Regions from separate parts of the Sus scrofa genome. Here regions 1 and 2 are each linked to region 3. A link is a contact called in public HiChIP or PLAC-seq data. All regions are on one chromosome and are shown on one strand. The core of a region is the stretch at or near the end of the contact, and the rest is flanking DNA. Distances in the headings are between cores, read along the strand shown. Region 1 holds the start of RYR1 (ryanodine receptor 1). Region 2 holds the start of ECH1 (enoyl-CoA hydratase 1). Region 3 holds the start of ACTN4 (alpha-actinin-4).

What was found. HiChIP or PLAC-seq counts read pairs in DNA pulled down with a chosen protein or histone mark.
Region 1: a contact with region 3 is called in an H3K27ac HiChIP or PLAC-seq map of skeletal muscle. The contact joins the promoter of RYR1 here to the promoter of ACTN4 in region 3. A contact is called at or near these places in 2 of 2 datasets of contacts at active chromatin or transcription factors (alveolar macrophages and skeletal muscle).
Region 2: a contact with region 3 is called in an H3K27ac HiChIP or PLAC-seq map of skeletal muscle. The contact joins the promoter of ECH1 here to the promoter of ACTN4 in region 3. A contact is called at or near these places in 3 of 47 Hi-C or Micro-C datasets (embryonic fibroblasts and liver) and 1 of 2 datasets of contacts at active chromatin or transcription factors (skeletal muscle).

Annotation. Positions count from the first base shown.
Region 1 is chr6:47,337,347-47,341,063 of Sscrofa11.1, forward strand. RYR1 (ryanodine receptor 1) reads left to right here and starts at 2,413. Exons shown (of 109, transcript NM_001001534.1): 1 at 2,413-2,589. The coding sequence starts at 2,542.
Region 2 is chr6:47,637,428-47,640,639 of Sscrofa11.1, forward strand. ECH1 (enoyl-CoA hydratase 1) reads right to left here and starts at 1,534. Exons shown (of 10, transcript NM_001044607.2): 1 at 1,488-1,534; 2 at 591-792; 3 at 369-457. The coding sequence starts at 1,527.
Region 3 is chr6:47,492,263-47,496,024 of Sscrofa11.1, forward strand. It overlaps ACTN4 (alpha-actinin-4), which reads left to right and starts at 1,572. Exons shown (of 21, transcript XM_003355883.4): 1 at 1,572-1,907. The coding sequence starts at 1,746.

The DNA.
Region 1 (3,717 bases), core at 1,163-3,662, 150 kb before region 3:
ACCCCTAGCCTGGGAGCCTCCATATGCCACTGCAGAGGGGCCAAGAAATGGCAAAAAAAAAAAAAAGACCAAAAAAAAAAAAAAAAGAACATGACCTGAATATGAGGTACTGCCGCCCCCTTGGATATCTGTGGGTTCCCCATCTGCAGGTTCAACTAACTGCGGATCAAAAAAATTTTTTTTTGAATTTCAGAAAGTTCCAAAAAGCAAAACTTGAATTTGCCACAAGTCTGCAATTATTTCCACAGCATTTAGATTGTATGTAAAACTATTTTTACATATCATTTACATTGTATTGGGTATTATATATCATCTAAAGATCATTTAAAATATATTGGAGGAAATGCATAGGTTATATGCAAATACTACACAATTTTATATAAGGGACTTGGATAGCCACAGGTTTTGGTATCCAGCAGGGTCCTGGAACCAAGCCCTCAAAGGCTGCTGAGGGACAACTGTAATTCTCACAATAGTCTTGTGAAGTCAGTACTCTTATGTTGCCCATTTTCCAGATGAGGAAAACAGAGGTGGAGTAACTTGCTTACATTCACACAGAGGCTGAGCCAGGGATTTGAACCCAGAGTCAGGGTTCCTAACCATTCCACTTTACTGTCTCCGTATGGAATAAAATCTCCCAGTTAGAAGAAAAAGCCAGTTCATCACCAGGGTTAGGCCCCAACCCCCAGAATTGTAATTCTCTGTCTCCCCAGGGCCTTTCTGAGCCACATAGGGCTGCTAGCTGGACCACACTTCATGCAGATGAGTGGCCTGGGCTTTGTAAGTAGGGGAGCCCTGAGAGAGGCAACCAGCTCCTTCTTGCTCCTGGACGCCTGTGGGAAGGGGGGCTGGAAGAGATTAGGTGCTCTGTGGAGCTGGGGCAGAGCACCTCTGCAGTTTCCTAAAACAGGCAACTATGGAACTGGAGGCCCAATGTAGGGTTCCACACACCTGGGCCTCCTGCCAGGCAGGCAACCTTGTGCCTCTGGCTTCAGTTTTCTCATCTGTCCACTGGACTAATTTGGAGAAGACCTCACTTTCTGGGGTTGTAGAGAAAATCCCATGAGGAAATCAATAGAGCCTACCAGGGACTTCTGTCATGGCTCAGCGGTAACAAACCTGACTAGTATCCATGAGGATGCAGGTTCAATCCCTGGTCACGCCCAGTGGGTTGGGAATCTGGCCTTGCCGTGAACTGTGGTGTAGGTCCCAGATGTGGCTTGGATCCCGAGTTGCTGTGGCTGTGGTGTAGGCTGGCACCTACAGCTCCAATTCGATCCCTAGCCTGCCAACTTCCATGTGCCACTGGTGTGGCCCCAAAAAGAAAAAAAAAAAAATAGAGCCTACCACGTGGTAACTGATTGACACAGGGATCAATTAAAGTATTATTATTAAGCTGTAGGTTACACAAAGCAATATCTTGCAGTTCAATAAAATTATACATAGGAGTTTCCTTGTGGTGCAATGGGTTAAGGATCTGGTGTTGTCACTTCAGCAGCTCTGGTCACTGCTGGGGTGTGGGTTCAATCCCTGGCCCAGGCACTTCCCTATGTTGTGGGTGCAGCCAAAAAAACCGCAAAAACTATACAGAGTAAGAACCACATATTTTTATTTCCTCTTCCAAAAAAGTGTAAATAATAGCAGGATTGTTGTAAGACCGAAATAAGATGCAGTGAAAAGATCTCAGCTCAGGGCCTGAAATGTGACAGGCATACAAAAGATGTCTGCTACGGCTGTTATTCTTGCCTCATCAGTTTTTATAATAATGACGACGATAATGATGCGAGCGACACTTACGTAACACATTGTGTATTAGTACAGTTTTTAAATACAATTTTTTTTTTCTTTTTAGGGCAGCACCCGCGGCGTATGGAGGTTCCCAGGCTAGGGGTCTAATCGGAGATGTAGCCAAAAGCCTACACCACAGCCACAGCAACGCGGGATTCAAGCCGCGTCTGCAACCTACACCACAGCTCAAAGCAACGCCAGATCCTTAACCCACTGAGCGAGTGCCAGGGATCAAACCCGCAACCTGACGGTTGCTAGTTGAATTCGTTTCTGCTTCGCCACGAGGGGAACTCCAGAGTCTTTATTTTTAATCACTATGTCTGATGGTTTTTAAAGCCGGGAGACCTGGTGCATAACCCCGACATCAAGCAGGGCCTTCCCGGCTCAGAGCCTCAGTTTGGACTTTGTGAAATGGGAGGAGAGAGGAGAGAGGGTAGCTACCTCCTAGACACTCTCCCTTAACACCTCCCACCCGAACGTGCACCTTTGGCTAAAGTCTGGGATCTGTAGGCGGGGCTCCGTCAAAGGGGCGTGGTCTTGTCGTCGGGGCCCAATGGAGACCGGAGGGCGGAGACCTCCTACCAGCTCTGAGCTGCACGCGAGTCTTCCTCGCAGTTCCATCTACCCCGCGGGTGCCTCTGGGGTTCCCAGAGGTCTCCGACCCCAGCCGCCCCCGGCCCGCCCGCCCGCCCAGCCTGCGGCCCCCTCCTCCTATTCCCTGACCTCAGCCCCGGCTCCTCGGGCCTCGACATCATGGGTGACGGAGGAGAGGGCGAAGATGAGGTCCAGTTTCTGCGGACAGTACGTATCTCTGTTAGGGGTCTCTGGGGTCATCTCTCGGGTTCCTGTGAATGTTTCTCTGTCTCTGGATGTCTCCGTCGTGTTTGCTGGTGGTCTCTAAGATTCGAGGTCTCTTCTACTGTCCTTTGGGTGACTGTCACTGTCTTTCTCCGTTTCTGTCTCTCTCAGTCTCCCCCACCTTTCTCGCCTTAGAATTAGTAGAATTTGGGACTGCAGGATGGGGAGGGGAACCTTCTGCCACCCTTCCCTCTGATACTAGCGGGTTGTCCCAGAGAAGGGGGCCGCTGAGGGAGCACCCCCTCCCATCACTCTGGAAGCCGGCACTTGGGGAAGGTGATTCTAATTCCTGAGCTTAATTTAGCTGCCCCCCTCCCCCACCACCACCTAGCTCTAATTCTCTTCTTGCTCCAGACTCTGACCTATTTAAATTCTTGGGAAGGGGGCTGGGGTGGACTGGAGGACCCAGCTCCTTTGAACTCCCAGCTCTTGAGGGTCTCCTGGGGTGGGCGGGTGGGGTCTCTCTAGTTCTAGGTCTTCTTTTTTCCCCCACTTGGTTTTAGGGAGGAGGGTCAAATATGGCTGCCAGTGGTCTCTGGGGGGGTGCCTTTTTCTATCTGTCTCTTTGGATTGTTTGTGTCTGTATCTCTCTCCATCTCTGTCTGCTGGTCTCTGTCTCTGGCTTTGTTTTGCCGGTTTCAGGCCCTCTGTGTTTTTTCTTGCTGTGTCTCCAGCTCTGTCTCTCCCCACTTCTCTGATCCCCGGCTGGGGGGCAGGGATGGGAACGGGAACAACAGGTGTCCCTCCCAGAATAGCCCGCTTTTCTGGGGCCTGGGCAGGGGCCGTGGAGATGATGGGGGAGGGGCTGCCCCTGGGGAGTCCTTCCCACTTTTCCTTCCCAGTGGTTCAGCCCCGTGGGGGTGGGGGGGTTGTGAGTGTGGGGGTATGTTCTCTCTTCTGGGCTAGGTCTGCTGACCCTGCATTAGCCCCTCCCCACGCCCTCTGGGCCCTGGGAAATGCTGACACAGCATTCTGGCCCCAGAATAGGACCCTGGTGAGCCGGGTCTGGTTTCCCGGGAGGGAGGGATGAACAGCTGAGGCCCGTAGTGAAGGATGGGGACAGCTGGACAT
Region 2 (3,212 bases), core at 284-2,783, 150 kb after region 3:
CGTGAGCTGTGGTGTAGGTTGCAGACTCGGCTCCGATCCTGTGTTGCTGTGGCTCTGGCGTAGGCCGGCAGCTACAGCTCCGATTCGTCCCCTAGCCTGGGAACCTCCATATGCTGCGGGAGCGGCCCAAAGAAATAGCAAAAAGACAAAAAAAAAAAAAATAATAATAATAATAAATAAATAAACTATACTTCAAAAAAAAAAAGAATGAAAACCCAGATTTAAGAGCCCATGAACCTGTCAATTTCTGTATTTGAAAATGTTGAAAGTTGAAGTTAGAAGCTGCTTGAAACCCTAATTAAGAAGCCTTGATCTCTCTCCAGGAGCAGGGGAGGGTGGCAGGGGTGGGTATGGAGAGCACGTGGTACCTGAAGTGAACATTTTTCCTGCACCAGAGATCACCACCGCACGACAGTCAGGGTCCTGTGCGATCTTGTTGAAGCACACCACCATCTCTCTGCGGAAAGGGAAGGAGGCAAGGGCTGTCTGGGGGGGCGGGGGGAGTTCCCTGCTCTCAGGTCCTCCCCTGCCCAGTCCCTTAGCCCCTGCCTCCTCCTGCAGACAGGCCTCTCAGGACCTGCAGACCAGACCTCCAGAAGGCTCTGTTCATGGCATTTCTCTTCTCTGGCCGGTTTAGCTGCACATGAAGCACATGTTTCTGGACAGCTGTCACCTGAAGGGACTCATAGTTGTGACCTGGAGCTTCGCTGGGAGCAGCTTTGGAAGCCTCCTCTTGTGTAAAGGAGCTCATGGGGTGAAGACTAAGGCTGAGGTTGGTGGGGGCTGTCAATCCTGGAGAGACAAAGGAAGAGCATTTTTTTTTTTTTTTTTTTTTTTTTTGTCTTTTTGCCATTTCTAGGGCGGCTCCCGCGGCATATGGAGGTTCCTAGGCTAGGGGTGGAATCAAAGCGGTAGCCACCGGCCTACACCAGAGCCACAGCAACGCGGCGGGATCTGAGCCGCGTCTGCGACCTACACCACAGCTCACAGCAATGCTGGATCGTTAACCCACTGAGCAAGGGCAGGGATCGAACCCGCAACCTCATGGTTCCTAGTCAGATTTGTTAACCACTGAGCCAGGACGGGAACTCCCAGGAAGAGCATTTTATGACCCCAAATTGGGAGAAGAGCACCTTCAAAAGCAGAGGGCACACATCCATCTCAGTGACATTAGATTGGGGAACGCAGGCCTGTTAAGAGGCCTTGGTTCAGGAAGACACAGGCTTTTAAGATTAGGGTGCACTCACCAGTGGCCTCGGTCTGAGGGCCACTTCAAACCCGCGAAGGTGGTACTGACACTAGATTGGAGACACTGAGCTGACAGCTACCCCACGGTAGGACACGGGCCCTTTGCATAGGAGCACATGGACCCCTGAGTTTAATAAGGCGTGAGGACCTTGCTTGACCCCAGACAGGCCTCTCCGTTCTACAGTCGCCATGACAGGACGACAGCTCAATAGACCCCCAGAAGTCAAGAGATGACTCACGCCGAGTCAGCAAGCTGCGCACTCTGTGAAAAAACGCCATTGCCACTGCCGTCATTGCGACTGAAACGCCGGAATAGCCCGACGAGAGGAAGTTAAGGGGGCGGGCACAAGGGCCGCCATGTTGAGCGAGGGCATCGAAGCCGCATCCAAACAGCGGTGACACCCCTATTCCCGCCATCTTTACTAAGGGCAACCGGAAATCGCCTTCTAAATTTGCCGGCCTTTGGCTCGCCCTGGGAACCTTTGGCACAATAGGAATCTGGCCTGAGGCGATAATTCACTGTCCCCGAACATTCTGTGCAGGGGCCACCACAGCTCTTTCGTAATGGTGAACGAATTGGAGAGAGATGAGTGTCCAAGTCCGTAATGGCAGAATAATCGGAGCCCTGCCAGTTTGTAACCATGCACTTGTACCATATTAACTAAAAAGAAAAATTTCCTACTGAGATTATCCAGTAAAAGTATAGACCAACATTAAGTGCTGACTATATAATTCGAATTCCCACACCACTGGGCGGGCCGGGGGCGGGGGTGGGGTGGGTAGGGGTTGTACTATTTTACCTTGAACACAGCGGAAACCTGGATCTGGAGACGACACTAGATTAAGGTCCCTGGGATTCAAGAGGGCTGAAGAGGCTATTTATGTGGCTCGTAAGTACATGTTCTTTTTTTTTTTTTTTTTTAATGTAAGTTCCTGAGCCAGGGGTCGAGCCACAGCCACTGTAGAAGCAACACTAAGTAGTTATCCTGCAAGCCACATGGGAAGTCCATTAAGTACGTGTTCTTAATAAATATAAGGGTTTTTTGGGGGGGTACTGCTTTTAGGGCCACACCTGCAGCATGTGGAGGTTCCCAGGCTAGGGGTTGAATTGGAGCTACAGCTGCTGGCCTACACTACAGCCACAGCAATGCTGGATCCAAGCCACTTTTTTTTTTTTTCTTTTTGCCTTTTGAGGACCACTCCCACAGCATGTGGAGGTTCCCAGGCTAGGGGCCTAGTCTGAGCTGTAGCCACCGGCCTACACCAGAGCCACAGCAACGCGGGATCCAAGCCACGTCTGCAACCTATACCACAGCTCAAGGCGACACTGGACCCTTAACCCACTGAGCAAGGCCAGGGATGGAACCCGCAACCTCATGGTTCCTAGTCAGATTCGATAACCACTGAGCCACAACGGGAACCCCCCAAGCCACTTCTGCGACCTATACCACAGCTCATGGCAATGCAGGATCCTTAATCCACTGAGTGAGGCCAGGGACCGAACTCGCAACCTCATAGTTCCTAGCCAGACTTGTTTCCACTGCGTCAAGCCTGGAACTCCTAAATATAAGGTCTTTTAAAATCACTTTGGGGAGTTTCCGTTGTGGTGCAGCAGAAACGAATCCGACAAGGAACCATGAAGTTTCTGGTTTGATCCCTGGCCTTGCTCAGTGGGTTAAGGATGTGGAATGAGCTGTGGTGTAGGTTGCAGATGTGGCTCGGATCTGGCGTTGCTGTGCTCTGGCATAGGCCGGCAGCAACAGCTTCAAATAGACCCCTAGCCTGGGAAACTCCATATGCCGTGGGTGCGGCCCTAAAAAAGGACAAAAGACAAAATAAATAAAATAACTTTGGAAAAAGCCAGTTAGCCCAAGAATAAAAGTGCTTTACCAGTTCCCTGGTGGCCAAGAGGTTTCAGATTTGGACTTGTCTGGTGTGGCAGGGGTTGGATCCCTGGCCCAGAA
Region 3 (3,762 bases), core at 322-2,821:
CAGCCTTTCCTCCTGTCTTTGACTTCGTGGCGCCAAGGGATGGTTCTGAGCAGGGGAGGGAGGAGCTTGATTTGACTCAGGCTCCTTCTGGTTTCTTTGGAGAAAGAGAGGTGGGGAAGGGGGCATGTGGAGGACTTGAGAAATGTTGAGGAGGCTGGGACACTGGTCCAGGTGAAGACAAGGTGAGGGTGGACAGAACCAGGGTGTGGCCATGTGGGATGGGAGAAGTGGGTGAATTTTGTATATACTTGGAAGATGGATCTGACAGAATTTCCTGAACGACTGGATGTAGGGTGTGAAAACAAAGAGGAGCCAAGGATGACTGCAAGCTTTGTTGCCTGCACAGCTGAAAGGCCGGAGGCACCATTGACCAAGATGGGGATGGCTATGGGGTGACGAGGTTTGGGAGGAAGATCAGGAGCCCAACTCTGGGTACTTACACTTGAGACACCTATTATGTGTGAGTGTCATTTGTATTTATTTACTGTCGTGTCCCCCATACACTTGAGAACTTGGCGCACTTACCATGCTCAGCACCTTATCACCAGCATCCAAGAAGAGTTCCTGGAATACAACAGAGGCTCAATAAATGCTTTTTGAATGAGTGAAGTAAACACGTCCAAAAAATCCTCCACTTTCCCAGTCAGCCAGTATCCATTCGGAGCTACCATGTCCATTTTGTGAATTCTTCAAGAGTTTGTTTAATTGTCCTCCTTGTTCATAAAGCCAACTCTGCCAGTTTCCGTTGTGGCTCAGCAGGGCGTAAATCCAAATCCGACTGGTATCCATGAGGATGCAGGTTCCATCCCTGGTTTCTCTCAGAGGGTTAAGGATCGTGGGTTGCTATGGCTGTTGCATAAGCTGGCAGGTGTAGCTCTGATTTGATTCCTAGCTCAGGAACTTATATATGCCACAGGTGTTGCCCTGAAAAGCAAAGGCAAAAAATAAAAAAATAAATGAAGTCAATCCTGACTACTTCATTTCCATTCTAGTTCTGTTTGATTTTTCTTCATAGCACATATCCCCTTGGAATATATACATACGCTATGTACTTTTTTTCCCCCCGCATCTGTGGCATGTGGAAATTCCTGGGCAAGGGATGGAAAATGAGCCACAGCTGGGGCCGATGCCACAGCTGGGGCAACGCTGGATTCTTAACACGCTGCACCACAGCAGCAACTCCAATACACTGTTTCCTAAAATTGTGTTTTTTTCCTTTCACTAGACGGTTGTTTCATGAGGGCAGACAGTTTTGTCTATCTTATTTAGTGTTGATGCGTAAAACATGGTCTGGCACATAGTAGGCGCTTAATATTTGTTGAATTTCTGGCGCCGAAAGGGAATACACTCCACGCCAGAGCCCAATGGCCAGACCCGCCGGCCGAATCCTTCGCTCTCTGGGCCCGCCCACACGTAGAGGCCGCGCGCGCGCGCGCGCGCGCGAGGAGGCGAAGCTCGTCCACGAGCCGAAGGGCGGCGGGGAAGTGGACTCTGCGCAGGCTCAGAGCTTCCCGAGGCGGGGTCTTAGGGCCTTTCTCGTTAGGAAGCGCGCGCGCGCGCGCGCGGGAGGGCGGCGGCGGCGGCGGCGGCGGAGGCGCGGTGCGCAAGCGCAGCGGGCAGTGCGCAGGCGCTAGCGCAGGGCGGGCTGAAGCAGCTGAAGCAGCGGCGGCGGCGGCGGCGGCGGAGGCTCGGGCAGAGGGGCGGGAGCAGAGGCGGGAGCGGACGGGCTCGGGAGAGGCGGCGGAATGGTGGACTACCACGCGGCGAACCAGTCGTACCAGTACGGCCCCAGCAGCGGGAGCAATGGCGCCGGCGGCGGCGGTAGCATGGGCGACTACATGGCCCAGGAGGACGACTGGGACCGGGACCTGCTGCTGGACCCGGCCTGGGAGAAGCAGCAACGCAAGGTGCGCGGCCCGCGGGCCGGACGGGCTGGAGGGGGGCTTCCGAGGGAGGCTGGGCGCCGGGAAGGGGTTGGGAGTCCTGAGATGGGAGTGGAGGGTCTGTGATGAGAACCGGGCGTCGTGAGAAGGAATCGGTGGATCTGAGAAGGTGTTTGGGGTCCTGAAAAGGAGTTGCAGAACTTGAGCAAGGAATTGGGAGTCTGAAAAAATCATTGGCGGCCGAGGAGAGAATATGGAAATCTAAAACATGGAATCAGGGAGTCTGTGAAGGAATTAGGCGGGTCGAGGTGGGGAATTGGAGGAAACCAGCGAGATGATTGGAGACTCTAAAATGGAATTGGGTCTGAGGCGGGATCGAAGGCTCGGGTTGGATTGGGGTTGCTGAGAGAGGAACGGGGGGTCTGGAATTTGGGGGTCGGGGCAGTCTGAGGAGGAGCTCGAGTGTGCAGGGGGTTGTTTGGCTCGCAGAGTCCTCTGAAGAGGATAGGATTGTGGGAGCCCCAGGCTGGGGAACTTCTAAAGGGGGTGAGGATTCTGGAAGTCTGAAGATGGGGTTGGGGGGTACTCAGGAGGGGATTGTGGAGTGGGAAGGGTGGTGGAAGGACAGGGGAGATAAAAGCAGAGGGGCTAAGGAAAGAAGTGACTGTGAAAAGACCCGGGGCTTAGGATGTGGGGATGGGGAGGGTGGCGAATGAGGTCTGGAACGGGGGTCCGAAGGGACCTGTGAATGAGAAGTCTTGCAGGGGGTGAGATTTACTGGGGGTGCCCCGTTTTAAGGGGAAGAGGAGAAGACTGGACAAGAGAAGGCATGAAAGGAATTGATGAGGCTAAAGGCCTCATCGATGAGAGGCCCAAGGGAGATAGGGAGAGTATTTGGAGCGTTTTGAGGAGGGGAGCCGAAGAATTGCTGGAACGTCCACAAAGGCTCCGCCAAGGGTTGGCGGCGCCTGAGGCCAAGCAAGGTAGCCTGGAAAAGGTGAGGATGGAGGGAGGGAAGGGGCAGAATGGCGGAGAGTGGGAGGGAGGTTGGCGGGGTAATGAAAGTCTCATTAGGAAGGGAGTGTGTGATGGATAGACTGAGAGAGGAATTTGGGGGTGGGGGCGTCTGGAGATGCCGTCCCGGGACCGGAGAGTGTGTGTGTGTCCTGAAGGGAGAATGCGTTGTCTGGGGAGGAAGAGGTGAGAGTAGCTGCAAGAATTGTCCCGTGGGGGTGGGGGGGTGGGGCAAAGAGGTCTTTCTAAAGCAGGGCCTGTTTTCAGGTGGCATGTTGGGGTGTGGAAGCAATTTAGGGGAGACCCACAGTGAGGAAAGGGAGATCAAAAGGAGTGGGAGGCCCAGAGAAGGTAGCTTGTGTGTGTGTGTGTGTGGGTAAAATCTCAGGTGGTTGAGAGCGGGGAGCCTGATAGAAGAGAGGGTTTGAGTGTGTGCAGGAAGAGCTAAAGAAAGGAGGGTGTTGAGTAGGTGGGTGTGTTGGGAGGGGGTGTTTAAAGTGTTGTGTGTGCAGAGGGTGGGAGGTACTTGCAGTTAGGTTCTGGAGATCGGAATTTTCCTTCCAGATTTGTTACCAACTCTGTGGCCTTGGGCAAGACCCTTGGTCTCAGTGCAGTTCTGTCACCTGCGAAATGAGGCGGGGTCGAAGGGGTCCCTTCTGTGACTCTAGGAAGAGAGATGTGTATGGTGTGGGACTTGAGGGTGGCTTTGGTGGAGCTTTCTCAGGAACGTGGGGGCGGACTCAAAGCAAGGGGTGCGAGTGGTGAGTGTGGCTGGAAGCCTCTTGAGGGTATGAGTTGGTGCTTTGGGGGCTCCCAGCGGGCAGCCCAGGCTGGAGGGGAAAGGGTGAAAAGAGCAGCTGTTCCA